3 separate regions of the Mus musculus genome follow, and regions 1 and 3 are each linked to region 2. The links are chromatin contacts, called in public Hi-C and promoter capture Hi-C maps. All regions are on one chromosome and are shown on one strand. The core of a region is the stretch at or near the end of the contact, and the rest is flanking DNA. Distances in the headings are between cores, read along the strand shown.

Evidence for each region. Promoter capture Hi-C pulls out the DNA fragments that hold promoters and counts their contacts. Hi-C and Micro-C count contacts between places; a contact is called where the count stands out from the background.
Region 1: a contact with region 2 is called in a promoter capture Hi-C map of hippocampal neurons, with 7 times the contacts expected there. The contact joins the enhancer-like site here to the promoter of Gulp1 in region 2. A contact is called at or near these places in 3 of 39 promoter capture datasets (the 3T3-L1 cell line, cranial neural crest and hippocampal neurons).
Region 3: a Hi-C map of uterus shows a contact between it and region 2, with 6 times the contacts expected there. The contact joins the enhancer-like site here to the promoter of Gulp1 in region 2. A contact is called at or near these places in 9 of 39 promoter capture datasets (the 3T3-L1 cell line, 3T3-L1-derived adipocytes, cranial neural crest and 5 more), 6 of 484 Hi-C or Micro-C datasets (adipose-derived mesenchymal stem cells, embryonic fibroblasts, myocytes and 1 more), 5 of 115 datasets of contacts at active chromatin or transcription factors (astrocytes, embryonic limb bud, embryonic stem cells and 2 more) and 2 of 9 other capture datasets (adipose tissue and embryonic stem cells).

What each region holds. Positions count from the first base shown.
Region 1 is chr1:45,708,266-45,710,965 of GRCm38.p6, reverse strand. All of the region lies in intron 4 of Gm39637 (a long non-coding RNA gene), which reads left to right. Among named protein-coding and RNA genes, the nearest start is that of Gm23216, 24 kb to the right of the region's middle. Within about 2 kb of position 1,330, at least 2 of the 459 cell types and tissues checked have an H3K27ac peak or open chromatin away from gene starts, as enhancers often do.
Region 2 is chr1:44,550,294-44,552,993 of GRCm38.p6, reverse strand. It overlaps Gulp1 (GULP, engulfment adaptor PTB domain containing 1), which reads right to left and starts at 1,323. Exons shown (of 11, transcript NM_028450.3): 1 at 1,122-1,323. It overlaps Gm39635 (a long non-coding RNA gene), which reads left to right and starts at 1,537. Exons shown (of 3, transcript XR_865406.1): 1 at 1,537-1,614; 2 at 2,284-2,685.
Region 3 is chr1:45,674,588-45,677,287 of GRCm38.p6, reverse strand. No RefSeq gene overlaps it. Among named protein-coding and RNA genes, the nearest start is that of Gm23216, 9.6 kb to the left of the region's middle. Within about 2 kb of position 1,362, at least 43 of the 459 cell types and tissues checked have an H3K27ac peak or open chromatin away from gene starts, as enhancers often do. A contact at or near this core is called in adipose tissue, adipose-derived mesenchymal stem cells, embryonic limb bud and 3 more, where this site is marked.

The DNA.
Region 1 (2,700 bases), core at 81-2,580, 1.2 Mb before region 2:
GTTTTTAGACCTTTGCCTTTCTCAGCCCTGATGCATGATGAAGATTTCTATGCCATACCTATTCTGTGGTGTGTGGTGATCACCGGGCCCATGTATTGACTAAGGACTGATCCATAAGGGCTCTCCCATTCTAAGGTTAATTTCTTAGTAATGAGTAAGTGTCAGCCACCCACTAAAATATAGAAAGCAGGAATGATTTCATATTGGCCATGAAATTGTATCACTATTGTTGCTGAAAATCAAGAAATAACTGTTTGGCTAACATACTAAAACTCAGAATTTAAAAACACATTCAAACAAACAAACAAACAAAAAAACAAAACCCACCAAACAATGCGAGCAATTTTTACAAACCAGAAGAAACTGATTTTTTCAAACACTTAAACCATGTAACACTTATACTAAAAAATGATTTTATACACACACACACATATATGTATATATATGTGTATACACACACACACACACACATACATATATATATATTTGGATTTTTGTTGTTTTGACTGGCTGGGTTACTTTGGTTGTTTTCAAGGCAGTTTTGCTTGGAACTCATAATATAGTATAGGCTTGCATAGGTTCACAGTAATCTACTTGCCTCAGCATCTCAAGTGCCACAATGATGTATATGTCAAATTAGTCAATTCCCTCCTGACAGTCTGAGTGCATTTTGTTCCCTGTAAGTACTGATCAATGTTTTTGCTGGAAATTTGCTTAGTATGTATTTCCATTTTTTCTTTAATTTATTTCTGTGTCTCTGTACCTGTAATATAAAGGTTATTGCCCATATTATTTTTTATTAATTTGATTTGTCTTTCTGGTGATCTCTGATTTTTAAAATTTTTTTCTTTTATTGTTATTAATCATTCCATTCGTTTACATCTCAAATGATATCCTACTTCCTGGTTACCCTCTCCACCAACCCCCCCTATCCCATAATATCTCACTTCCTAGTTACCCTTCAGCCACCACCCATCCCACATATGCCCTTCCGCCTCCCTTTTGCCTATACAAGAGTGTTCCCCCACCCACTCACACTCTCCTGCCCCACTGATCCAGCGTCCCCCTACTCTGGGGCATCAAATCTCCCTAGGACCAAGGGCCTCCCCTCCTGTTGTTGATAGGCAAGGCCATCCTCTGCTATATATGTATCTGGAGCCAAAGACCCCTTTAGGTACACCCAGTGGTTGGTGGTATAGACTCTGGAAAAAATGGGTAGTCAGGCTAGCCTATGTTTTTCTTCCAATGGGGTTGCAATCCTGTCCTGCTCCTTCAGTTCTCTGCCAGCTCCCCCACCAGGTTCCCTGATGGATGGATCCAAGTCTCCTCCTCTGCTTTGGTCAGTTGCTGGCCAGGCCTTCCCCAGGAACTGCCCTTCTTGGTTCCTGTCCACAAGTGCTTCTTGACCTTGGCAACAGTGTTGGGTTTGATGTCTGCAGACATGAAGTCTTCCTAGGTGGGGTTGAGGGACACCAAGGGCTTTTTCCAGTTCCACACCCTCCTTATAGCTTCCCCCTCCTGCCTGGGCTCAAGGCTAGGCCAAGTTCCATTCTCCACCCACAGGAACATTCTTGAGTAAAAAATAAAATTGTCAGAATGTACTGACTGATAGTCACCTGACCCTCTGGAAAGTCCCAGGTAGAGTTCAAATGTGTGTCATGCTTGGTAGCCATAGATTTAAAGGTCAATACGCTTAGCCAATAAGTTTGAACTGTAACTTTGCTGATGGAACCTGTGCCCCTAAAAAGTATAAAAACTGTTTGTAATTGCCATTAGTGGTCACACTCCTAGATGAATTGATTGAGGGTTGACCCCAATGTGCCAGAAAATAAGCCTCTTGCTTTTGCATCCATCTGCATCTCAGTGTCTCACTCAGGGGTATCTTGAAATAAGTACCAATGAATGAGGGTTGGGGTCTTACAGGGCTGTTCCCTGGTTGACCCTTTTTTTAGTCTGTTCCTGTTCTTCCTTTGGACAGGAACATTTCTGGGTTAAAAAAAATAAAACAACTTTGAAATGGGTAGGTGGCTCAATCCCTCGACAAGGGGCTGTGCCTATATACTGGAGGTGGTGTCCACAGGTTCTATCTCCCCTTCTCTACGCATTATGGCTAATGTACTGGGAGCCCCACATTCCTCTGGTGTCTGAGACCATCCAGTGGCTACCCCCAGTTCTCTTCTCCCCTGCTACCTATATTTATTCGAATTCCTGCCCTTATGTACCTCTCTCACGTCTCCTCTAGATTCTAATACTGCCACTCTTATTTCCACCTCCTTCCTCCCTCCCTTGTCCCCTTCTCATTCCATCTCCCACAATCATCCTGGACTGAAGCATCTGCCCCTTGATCTTCCTTCTTTATATGTGTCATATGGTTTGTAGATTGTATCATAGGCATTGTGAGCTTTTGGGTTAGTATCACTTATACCATGTGTGTTCTTTTGTGTCTGGGTTACCTCATGCAGCATGATATTTTCTAGTTCCATCCATTTGCCTGTGAATTTCATGAAGTCATTGTTTTTAATCACTGCAAAGTACTCCATTGTGAATATGTACTACATTTTCTGTATCCATGATTTGTTAAGGGACATCTGGGCTCTTTCCAACTTCTGGCTATTATAAATAAATGAAATATTATAAACTTCTGGCTGCTATGAACATAGTGGAGCATGTGTCCTTGGTATATGTTGGAGTGTCTTTTTG
Region 2 (2,700 bases), core at 74-2,573:
GTTTTCATTCTTAAATGTTGGTGCAGCATTTTTAAAAGCAGACAGAATACACAGTTATTAAATCTTCCTAATTGATATTATGTTGTCAAACAGACTGAAATATCGCACGTAAATGTCTATTAACAAAGACAAGCTCCATCAAGAAAAACTAAGACGCTGTGTGTGTGTGTGTGCGTGTGCGTGTGTGTGTGTGTGTGTGTGTGTGTGTCGGGGTGAGGTAGGGGTGTTCCTTGACTGCCAGCCCACACTTGAGAGTTTCCCCAACAGCAGCTGTATCTCCCTCACTCTACCTTGGCACGCTATTTCTAGCTGCAGCGTTCAGCTTCCTGTTCAAGTCCCATTCTACATTGTAAACACATTCCAAGAAAACTAGACTGCCCAGAGTTCCCTCCTGCAAACAGGGAAATCAGCCCAGCAGCCCCAGGATAGAGAGCCAGTTGGGCCACCACCAGGAGGTGGACCAGAGCAAGCAAGCTTGGCAAGCTGAGTCCCACTAACATAACGCCCGCAGAAGCGGGGATCTGACCGGCCTAGCCAAAGGGCAGCCGCATGGACACCGCCCGAGAGTGGGGGCCCTACCCACGTAGGGCTTTAAAGTATCTGCGGCCCAGTCACAAGCTCCTTGCCGCCTCCCCTGCCGCTGCCCACATTTTTACAGCGACCCAAACAAAGCGAGACCAAGCTGGAGGAAGTTGGCTCTCGGGTCGCCTAGTTGACCCAGCGATGCCTCCTTTTGCTGAGCAGCCTCTGTTCCATGCACCCGCAGCGGGCGGGATGGTCCAGCGTCCCCCCACCGCTTGCTCCCGACGCCTGCTAGCCCCCACCTCGCCCAGAAGTTCCTCCTTGGGTCGAGGGGAGGATGCGGCGGGAAGGCACAGGGCTGGCGTCCCTGGGTGGCCCCATCTTCCTCCCTCACTGCCCCCGCCTGCAGCAACAGGTCCCTCTTTCAGTGCCCACAGACTCCCTGTGCCCTCGGGGTCGGAATCTGCGCAACCTATAAGCGGTCGCAGCCCGGTGCCCTCCTCACCCTCCTGCTAACTGCGCTTTCCTCTCGGGGTCTGTTCCTGGTTCCGCGCCACCTGGCCATAGCTGGCCGGACCAGAGACGCTCCCGCTTCCTACCCTGGCTTGTAGAGGGATGCGGTCGCAGGGCTGGGGCAGGCACAGGAGCTCCGGGAACCGTGGCCCACGATCGCGTGTTCGTATCCCACAGGAAAACTTTGTGCAGGTTCGAAAGGCACTGGGCTCCGGACCCTAGGGCTCTGGTCCTCTCCCTCCTTCTAATCCGCTGAAGCCCAAACTGGTGCTGGCGACGGCAGGGGCTGGGTCGGGACTCCCGGTTGCTGAGGGCTAGGATCGCCGGGCTCCCCCTCTCGGCCAGAAGAAAACTCCGGCTCTGTGTGCGCACTAGGGACGCTGGTGGGGTTTTCTGCAGTAATGCAGAACTGTCCTGCTTTTAAAGGCAGACCTGGAGAGGTTAGGGAGTAAGACAGAAAGAAACCGGTTTCCAGAAGAAGCTGTCCATTCTTATTTCAGACGGAGAGAAAACACCGGCCCCGCCCCACTTCCACAGCTCCAGGTTTCCTTTTAAACCTCCTCCCACAGATGCTGTTTGGTAAGAATTTAAAACACCTCTGAGGTTTAACAAAAAAGAAAGTGACACAGAAAGGGCATAAATATAAGTGAGGAGGGCTCTCCACAGCCTCGTGAAACGCAGCTGCAGGGACTAGACTTTTTCTTTTCTTTTTTCTTTTCTTCTCTTCTCTTCTCTTCTCTTCTCTTCTCTTCTCTTCTCTTCTCTTCTCTTCTTTCTTTCTTTCTTTCTTCCTTCCTTTCTTTCTTTCTTTCTTTCTTTCTTTCTTTCTTTCTCTTTTAAACTCTGTCTGAATCTTTGCACGTTACCCCTCCCCCCCGTGGGGCGGTGAAAGGTAGCTGGTCCCTGGTTGAGCTAAGGCTAAATGCCCAGGAGACCATGAAGGGACAGTAGGAGTTTTTGCCTGCTCCTGGACACCAGGCCTCTGTCACTAGCTGTAGCCCCACCTCCATCCTCCATAGATTTGTGGTCATCAGTTACATAAGCGCAACTCCCCAAGCCCCTCCACAGGTAGAGGATATGACCTGTGGTCACATAGGCTCAAATCTAATCTCTATTTTAATGAGGTACTCTCCCTGTAAAAGGTATTTAATCTCAGGCCCACCCTGAGAAGGGGGGTATGGTTTTACACATCCACTTTCTGCCATGACAATAAATGCCTTAAAACCAAGGACTGCCTCTTTTCTTCAGGATCTGCCGCAGGGAGACACGGAGATGACCTTTGTCTACAGAGCCACTGTGTAATCTTCCATAGAAGGCCTCTCTGTGCTCCCAGCCAGGACCCAAGCCCAAGCTAAACTCAAGCCAAGGACTCTCCCCTGAGACCAGCCAGAGCTCCTCCCTTCTTTCCCCCACCCTGGCCCTGGGCTAGATCCAACCCTCGGGCCCCCACTCTGCTTTCAGCTCTTCCTCAGCTTCCAGCCGCACCTGGATGTCCAAGAGCCTGAGAACCAGAAGACCAGGTCTTATCACAGGCCTGGGGAGCTCCAAGCCAGCTCTGGCTGTCCTGCACCTCAGGCTGTGCTTCCCCACCCCCGGAGCAGAGTCCCGTGGCTTCCCTGCAGCCCAACACCCACCCAGGGACAGTGTGGGGTAAGTCCTGTCAAG
Region 3 (2,700 bases), core at 113-2,612, 1.1 Mb before region 2:
TAATTCATGTGTGTAGATTTATTAAATCCTCATATTTTCAGTTTATTTTCATTTTGATCTATTTCTCTAATGTTATTTATATTTAAGTAAAGAATTCTTGTACATTAAAACAAAATAAAATCCACAGCTACAAAATTATATAGTATATGTAGGTATTTGTGTGTATTTACACATACATATTTGTGTTGACCTAGTTCTGATTTTTTTTTTCACCTAATTATCATTATGGAGATTTTTCATCCTAATCTGTATGCATAATGCATAATTATGTTAAGTTTGTGTAGTGTTTCTGTTGGACACAATATAAAATTCACTGCCAATTTCTATTAATAAGGGTGTGCTTGCTGATTCTAAGTTCCAGTTCTTGATTAAAAATGACTGTAGTGAATATTCTTGTATGTTTCTTTTTAAGTATGTGCAAAATCTTTGGGTATCCTTGAAAACATAGTACGTATTTGAAAGGTGTACTATGTGCATAAAATTTGTGACTTTTGTGCATAAAAGAGCTTAATTGCATGCAAAATGTATTTTATTTAATACTTTAACAGAGGGTGTATAGTAGTTTCAGAATTGAGCCCCCAATGGAGGAGCTAGAGAAAGTATCCAAAAAGCTAAAGGGATCTGCAACCCTGTAGGTGCAGCAACATTATGAACTAACCAGTACCCCGGAGCTCTTGACTCTAGCTGCATATGTATCAAAAGATGGCCTAGTCAGCCATCACTGGAAAGAGAGGCCCATTGGACACGCAAACTTTATATGCCCCAGTACAGGGGAATACCAGGGCCAAAAAATGGGAATGGGTGGGTAGGGAAGTGGGGGGGGTATGGGGGACTTTTGGGATAGCATTCTAAATGTAATTGAGGAAAATACGCAATAATGAAAAATATTTAAAAAAATAAAAGAAGGAACAAATAAATCTTATAAAAATTAAAAAAAAAAGAAAAGAAAATGTGTCAGCTTGATGGAAATTTCTAGATAGGAATGAGACTCCTGTGTGAAAACCTCATTAAAAGAATGTGAGTGGCAATAGGTGGGTCAGGTCTATGGCAGCTCAGGAGAGCCTGGACTCTTATTATGATACTACCTGGGACTTTATTATGTAAGTTTTATGAGACATCCCAGAAAACTATTTGTTTAAAATATTTCAAAGCCAGGAAAAAAGTTCAACTTGTAGTTCAGAAGGAAGAGAAATTGGAAACATCTGGTGAGTTCAGTTGCAGACATGGCTTGAGCTGACGTGCGATGTAATAACCAGGCAGCTGACTAGTCCAGTCTAATTCTGGTGAATAATATTTTCTCAGCAGTCTCCTGGCCATAGAGTATCAAAAGGCAATGGGAACATGTTGTAAAGTGCCTTGATGCCTGGAACAATTACACTCTGGAAACATTGTCTTGGCTGGCTGAATATGACCACAGCCACAGCTCACTCTGCAAACAGAATTAGTCATGGAGAGACTGTCGAACAGCATTCTGCAGAACTTTCTTGTTCAGGTTCAGCGCATGATATCATGTTGTGCCTTCACACCCTGGAATGATATTGATGCCAAACACTAGGCATAAAATATAATGTAGGACTTTGCTTTGCATGGTTAGATAAGAAGTCTTTCTCAGTAATTGCTGACTGTTGTCTTTGTAGAGTTATTTTATGTACATGTGGGTCTGTATTTCAGGTTTATCTTTTATTAGTATTTTAATATTATGAAAAAACATAAATTATTGGTGTCTATAGAAACACAATGATCTCCAGTTCCTTCATGTGCTTTTGTGTCTTTCTGATCTTTCATCTCTCAGTATTCTTCCCATGAAAAAAATTACTTTTTGTTCCCAGTGTACATATACCTTGTGATTTTTGTATTTTAATTTATTTATATGCCTGTATTCAACCAATTATGTCTGATTTTTTTAAATTTAAAAGTGATTATTTATTTTTGTTATGTGTGTATGTGTGGTTGCCTGCACGTCTGTTTGTGCATCACACATGTGCCGGATGCCCACAGAGGCCAGAAGAGGGAGTAGCAGCCATGTATGTGCTGGGAACTGAACCCTGGTATGTCACAAGAACCACACGTGCTCTTAACTGAGCCATCTCTCTAGCTTCACTTACCTGCCTCTTAAAATTAGGCTGATTTGTAAGTATGTTCCTTGTGATGAGTAATTGGAGAATTTATTCACAAATGAAGAACAAATGTTTATAACAGAGATGAATCAACTAGGTAATAACAAGACCACACAGTACTTTGGTATAAAATCTAATTTGGCTGCTAGTACTCATTTTTTTTTCTTCTATGGGTCCACTCTTGTATCTGGCTTTTTTTTTTAAGACTATCTTTCCCTGTAATTTTCCAAAGGCAATTTTCTTTCACTGAAAACATCAGTGAGTAAATCTGCAATTATTGACCACTTTTGAAGGCTGCTGATGGTTTTGCGATCTGATGGAAGAGGTAAGTGTGCTCTAATGGAAAGTTAGAGTGTTTTCTGCTCTATACAGATACTATAACCTAAAGTATGGCTAAAGCCAAGTCACTGCCTCAAATTAAGGAAACCTCAGAAATATTGTTCATAGTATTAATTAATTGTTCACATTATTTATAAACCAGTACCATCAACCAGTACTTATTGAATATTCCCTTATACCAAATACAACTCTGAATATTGTAGCAGACATCAGCTAGACATCCAAATTGGTACAACACACAGTG